2 separate regions of the Mus musculus genome follow, and region 1 is linked to region 2. The links are chromatin contacts, called in public HiChIP or PLAC-seq maps. All regions are on one chromosome and are shown on one strand. Each heading gives the region's core, a stretch centred on a gene start, on an enhancer-like site or on the middle of the called end of the contact. The rest is flanking DNA. Distances are from core to core; before and after follow the strand shown. Region 1 has its middle 22 kb from the start of Gm52823. Region 2 overlaps Wscd2 (WSC domain containing 2).

Region 1 (2,838 bases), core at 18-2,517, 130 kb after region 2:
GTGTGTATTCTAACCCAGTCAGTTTCTTAATGGGTAAGTCATGGCTGCCTGATTCCAAAGACGTCATCTTCTAGCAGTCGCCAATCCAACACTCCAATTAAACAATTGTTTCCTAATGTTTCAATATTTATCATGTGTGTGTGTGCATAACTGTGTATGCATGCATATGTGTGTGCATGTGTGCGTGTCTCTGTGTGTGTGTGTATCTGTGTATGTGTCTGTGTGCATGTGTGTGTGGATGTATGTGTCTGTGTGTATATATCTGGGTGTATGTCTGCATCTGTGTGTGTGTGTGTGTGTGTGTGTGTGTGTGTGTGTGTGTGTGTGCGCGCGCACATACAGAAGCATACCATGCATGCCTGTGGAGGGCAGAAAACAACTTGTGACAATCAGTTCTCTCTACTATATGGGACAGGGCACCACTGAGTCATCTCAGCAACCCCAATCAGTAGGTCTTTCTAGTATGGGGATACCCCTGGCATTCCCCCTCCTGGGAGCAGGGCTCCTCCCCAGATAACTACGGAACACTCACACAGTAACCTTCACAAAACCCCAACCTGGGGACCGGGTTCTTGCCAGGTGAGTATGAATGTGCTCCGATCCTGTCCCCAGAAATCCTCTCCCAGGGTCCACTGAAGCTCTGGATTCTCTTAACCTCTGAAAACGTAATGGCACAACCATCAGCCACCTAGAGAACACAGATGACCCATCGCCAATAAATCACAAACTCCCAGAGACACTTCTGCATAAATGATGGCTGCTCACCTCAGTGGGCAGGCTGGCTGCAGGATGTTTAATGTTCCCTGGGAAAAAGTGAAACCCTTTCCTGCTAGGGGTGGGAACAGGGAACTGAGAGGCAGAAAGCTGCCAGGAATTTGGACAGAATCAGACCCACACTCCTTCAGGGTGGGGTTGTGGGGAGAACAACAAGACCCCAGTGCTAAAATAAATAGATATTGACTCAAATACCTCAATTATAATCCCAACATTTTTAAACAGTTACATTTTCGTCCCCTTTCTTCACTTGTAAAGTAGAAGTTCAGAGGTTTTCTACGTGGAGCCTCCTCCCATGTGCCATTAGAGACCACCAGTCATCTCCATCTATCTCCACAAGAGATAGAGGCTTGCAGAGGAAACACTAAGGCCAGCAAGGCAGGACTCCAATGCTGCTCTCTCTCCCACACGCTGAACCCCTGTGTCCTGTTGGCTATGTAACCACCACGCGTAGGAACTGGAGAGGAAGTCCTAGGCATGTACCCCACCCAGGCCTTCTGTGGGCTGAACTGCAAAATGGTGTGTGACTCATGTCGTCTTCCTGTGTGTGCGCCCAGGTTCTGCTTCTGTTCTGTGAGATTCCCGGAAACAGTTAAGCAAGCCCAGATGGACATTCCCTCTAGGGTGCCTGGTGGGTGCTGGGTCCACGCACATCCAATGGTCTGCCAAGGACCAGTTGGGGGTTCCAGCTGGACCTGTCTCCAAGGAACAAGCTCTAAGCCTCTGCCTGGAAGCCAGTGGTGAAATCCAACTGGGCAGGCCTGTCTTGAGATATGCCAGACAGACACAGCAGTCCCCCGGGAGCCTCTCAGAGCAAGTTTTCCCTCACCCCACCTCAGGACACCATGTGCCTGCATCCCAGCGAGACACAAACATCGACGCTTGAGCCCTCATTACTTTAGGCTCTCCAGACACTCCAGTTCCTTCATGCCTCCCCATTCCCACAGGTGTAGCCATGGCCACCACAGCTGAGAGGGAGGCGCCTCTGTGATCTTTGACAGAATGTTTGAGGAAGCTCCTGAAGAAAGGGAGAGTTGGCTTTCAGCTCATGGTCTCTGAAGATTTCAGCCAGTCACGGTGGCATGGCTGTGGGAGGGATTCAGCCTGAAGTGGCCTGAACACCAGGCGGTTGGTCCATCTGATAAAGAGAAAGAAGGACTTGGATGGAGACTAGAGAAGGAGGAATCGCCTTCAGTGACTCCCCAGTGACCAACCTCCATCAGCCAGGCCATAGCTCCTGGGAGTTCCACGGCCTCCCAAACAGTGTCACCAACTGGAGACACAGCAGCCAGACATATGAACCTGTAGACACTTCACATTCTAACCATCACAAAAGCTTACCTAAGTGGGGACTTTGCTGTGTGTTTTTGTTTGGTTTTGTGTTTTCATGTAACCCAAGATGGCCTTTGAACTTGAACTCAGTATAAAGCAGAGGGTAGCCTTGAACTCCAAATGCTACCATCACACCTGGTTATGCAAATCCAGAGCCTTACCCATGCTGGGCAAGCACTCTACCCACTGAGGTACACTTCCAATCTAATTGGTTAAGTTAGATACTAAGGAATCAAAATCATTCCCCAACCAGATCTCTCTCAAAGTCCCAATGTAACAATAAAGAAGAGAAACAGTGTGACAATCCCAGTCTGAGATGTCTCTCTGTTCTTATCTCCCAAAGCAGCCACAGAACCTCAGAGAATCCACATTATAAACCACTGTCCCAGACACCTGGAGAAACAGGCCCAGAAAAGAACTCACCTGGTCCTAGAGTCTGGAGAGAGGGAGGGAGGGAGGGAGGGAGGGAGGGAGGGAGGGAGAGAGAGAGAGAGAGAGAGAGAGAGAGAGAGAGAGAGAGGAAGAGAGAGAGGGAGGGAGGGAGGGAGGGAGGGAAGGAGGGAGAGAGAGAAAGAGAGAGAGAAAGAGAGAGAGAGGAAGAGAGAGAGGGAGGGAGAGAGAGGGAGAGAGAGGGAGGGAGAGAGGGAGGGAGGGAAGGAAGGAGGGAGAGAGAGAAAGAGAGAGATAAAGAGGGAGAGGGAGAGAGGGAGGGAGGGAGGGAGGGAGGGAGGG
Region 2 (2,870 bases), core at 199-2,698:
AGGGACCCTCTTGCTGTGTTAGACTTTAACTTAGCCTTGGGGACGAGAGCCAACACCAGGCTTCCTTTAAGAATAGTGTGCTCGGCTGGGCGTGGTGGTGCACGCCTTTAATCCCAGCACTCAGGAGGCAGAGGCAGGCAAATTTCTGAGTTCAAGGCCAGCCTGGTCTACAGAGTGAGTTCTAGGACAGCCAGGGCTACACAGAGAAACCCTGTCTCAAAAAACAAACAAATAAACAAACAAATAGTGTGCTCTCAGAGCCCACCAGGATGTCCTGGAGATGAGGCTTCCTGAATAGAGTCTCCCATAGAGACAAAGAGTAGACTTATCCCTAAGTGCCTGTTCCTATGGAAACAAGAGACTGGGTGTCAGGAGAAGGAGCATGTGCACGTGTGCGCACGCGCGTGTGCACACACACACACACAGAGACAGAGAGAAAGGCAAGAGAGAGAAAGAGAGACAGGGGAGAGAGACAGTATCTCACAGCACACAAGCCTAAAGCCTTGGCTCAGCACTGATGACCTTAAACACGTCTCTTGACCTTTGGAAGCTTCAGTTTCTCACCCATGTGATAGGGTGGGGGCAGTACCTGCCCTACAGATTTATGTTGAATGCTGGAAGTTGTGTGTTTTGAGGTTCTGGAAGCTGAAGCAAGGTGAGACTAAACCCACACCTACCACAAGTCTGAAACTATAAAGCCACCAGCTTCCTGGTGCCAGGGGCCACACCCTCTTGAGGTCCACAGCAGGCACTCCCTCAGTGCTGAGAGAACAAGCCAGGGTGTGCTGCCCTGACCAAAGTGGGTCTTGGGGGATCAGGAGACATCCCTGAGGGGAGAAGAAACTCTCCCCAGATGTGAAGCAGGTAGGTGTTCATGGGGTGATGAGCCCTCCCTGCTAGAACAGCCTCCAGTTTAGGCTGGTCCCCTGTGGCCAACTTTAGGCTGCAGATGAGGCTGGTACTAAGGGATGTTTGTTGATTGAATGAACTGTAGTTTGACTATTGGAAAACATGTATATGTATACATGATGTGTGTGTGTGTGTGTCTGTGTGTGTGTGTGTGTGTGTGTGTGTGTATTTGATCCAAAAGAGAAGAGAGCACTATCTACCTGGCCAAGGCCACACAGCTATAGAATGATCTTGAAGCCAAAACAGAAAGAAAAGAGGAAGTCACCATAGCTTGAGGTACCCTGCACAGAACCTCCACCTACCCACACCACTACTTGTGGGCAGCTGATATTTCTCAGAAGACCGTGTGAAATGATGGTGCCCATTTCTTCTTGCAACAGAATCACTCTCCTAGCAATTTACAAGAAGCCTCAACAGGACACTGACCCAGGCAAGGCTTTTCTGGGTGCAAAGCCATGCTGACTGTGGGTCGTGGGCAAACCTATAGAAGTAGGTGTGAGACCACTTCCTTTGTAGGCAGGAAATGACTCTGAGAGGCAGGCAGCATTTGAGACAGGAAGTCAGTTCCACCCACTAACTTTGGAGCATTGGCCTTCCCCTCAATTGGCCCAGCCCTGCGGGGCAGACTCCCTGTCCAGTGCTCCTGGAAGGATCGGTCAGAGTCCCTGACCAGTGCTCTCCTGACAGGAGCGTCTAAGGCCACCAACAAAGACACAGAGGCACTTTCCCTGTCCCCAGGTAACTCCTGCACACCCCAGCTCCCAGCCCCTGGGATGTAACCACATAGACATCTCCCCTTCACCGGGTGGATTTATTCTTGGGGGTGTGTGGGCGATGAGTGTTTGTGTGGGGGAACGTTTGTCTAAATTTAAATTTAAGACGTGTTCAACAGCGGCTTATTAATGCTGGGACTGGAAATGGATGGCTTTTTTTTTTCCCCTTTTCAAATAAACTGATAAGTAGGAGCCTCCCCCAGTTCTCCCTTCTGACCCAGCCTTACCTCTCTCTGAGCCCTTGGGCTATAGGGCCACGGGGTGGCCATGGGCTATCAAGATTGGAGAGAGACAAGGCACCTCTGTCCTGCCTTCCTGCTGTGGCTATCTTAGCTACGTCCTGCAGTCCAGGCAAGGTGTCCAGCTGCCCCTCCCCCCACCGTAATGTGCATAGTCCCTGCTATGTCAACCAGCCCTCTCAACAACTAAGGAGTTGGGAGGGGATTGGTACTCTCACCCCGTGTTACGCCTAAGAACTTGCAGCCCCAATGCCTTAAATGACCCCATGTTCCTTGTTCTGTCTTATGTGAGCACCAAGATCCAAACTCAAGTCTGACTGGTAACAAGTCTGGGGAGGCTGGGGAGATAGATTAGCTGATAAGGGCACTCTATGCCAAACCTGGGCAGGTCTCACTCTGATCTCCAGAGAGCACATGACGAAAGGAGAGAACCAACTTGCTCGAGGTGTCCTGTGACCTCCATGTGTGTGCTGTGACACAGAATATCAAATCATTTTCAAGAACCCTCATATACTTCCTTGAGTTTTTCAAAGCACAACTTAGGGAGAGGAAAAGAAAAAACAAAACAAAACAAAACAAAACAAAAAAAGAACCATGAACTCACTTCTAACCCATTCCCTGGCTGGTGAGGTCTTTTCTGCCCAGCTATGTCTCGGCCCACAGGGATGCTCCTGCCTCCCGTGGCTTCTGTGGTGTTCTGTAATTGCTGAGCAATTTGGAGATGACTGGAAATATATACTTCACGGGTGTGTCTTTCTCCCCAGCCTCCTGGAAGGCACTGAGGCATGACTGTCTCTCTGGGGAGCATTGACCTCGACACAGAAAGAAGCAGGATCTAACTGTCCCAGTCAGAGAACCCACTGCCACTCGGTAGACTCTGGCCACCCTACTACAAGGTCCTGCAAATGGGAAGCCCAGCATTGAACCCCAAAACAGAGCCAGTGGTGGG

The links. HiChIP or PLAC-seq counts read pairs in DNA pulled down with a chosen protein or histone mark.
Region 1: a CTCF HiChIP or PLAC-seq map of CD8 T cells shows a contact between it and region 2, with 9 read pairs. The contact joins two enhancer-like sites. A contact is called at or near these places in 1 of 15 datasets of contacts at CTCF or cohesin (CD8 T cells), 3 of 484 Hi-C or Micro-C datasets (cerebellar granule neurons, cerebellum and memory CD8 T cells), 2 of 115 datasets of contacts at active chromatin or transcription factors (CD8 T cells and effector CD8 T cells) and 2 of 9 other capture datasets (adipose tissue and liver).

The regions. Positions count from the first base shown.
Region 1 is chr5:113,671,329-113,674,166 of GRCm38.p6, forward strand. No RefSeq gene overlaps it. Among named protein-coding and RNA genes, the nearest start is that of Gm52823, 22 kb to the left of the region's middle. Within about 2 kb of position 1,268, at least 75 of the 459 cell types and tissues checked have an H3K27ac peak or open chromatin away from gene starts, as enhancers often do. A contact at or near this core is called in CD8 T cells, effector CD8 T cells and memory CD8 T cells, where this site is marked.
Region 2 is chr5:113,538,328-113,541,197 of GRCm38.p6, forward strand. The region is part of intron 1 of Wscd2 (WSC domain containing 2); the gene reads left to right. The region is part of intron 2 of Gm52822 (a long non-coding RNA gene); the gene reads right to left. Among named protein-coding and RNA genes, the nearest start is that of Gm52822, 4.4 kb to the right of the region's middle. Within about 2 kb of position 1,449, at least 36 of the 459 cell types and tissues checked have an H3K27ac peak or open chromatin away from gene starts, as enhancers often do. A contact at or near this core is called in CD8 T cells, effector CD8 T cells and memory CD8 T cells, where this site is marked.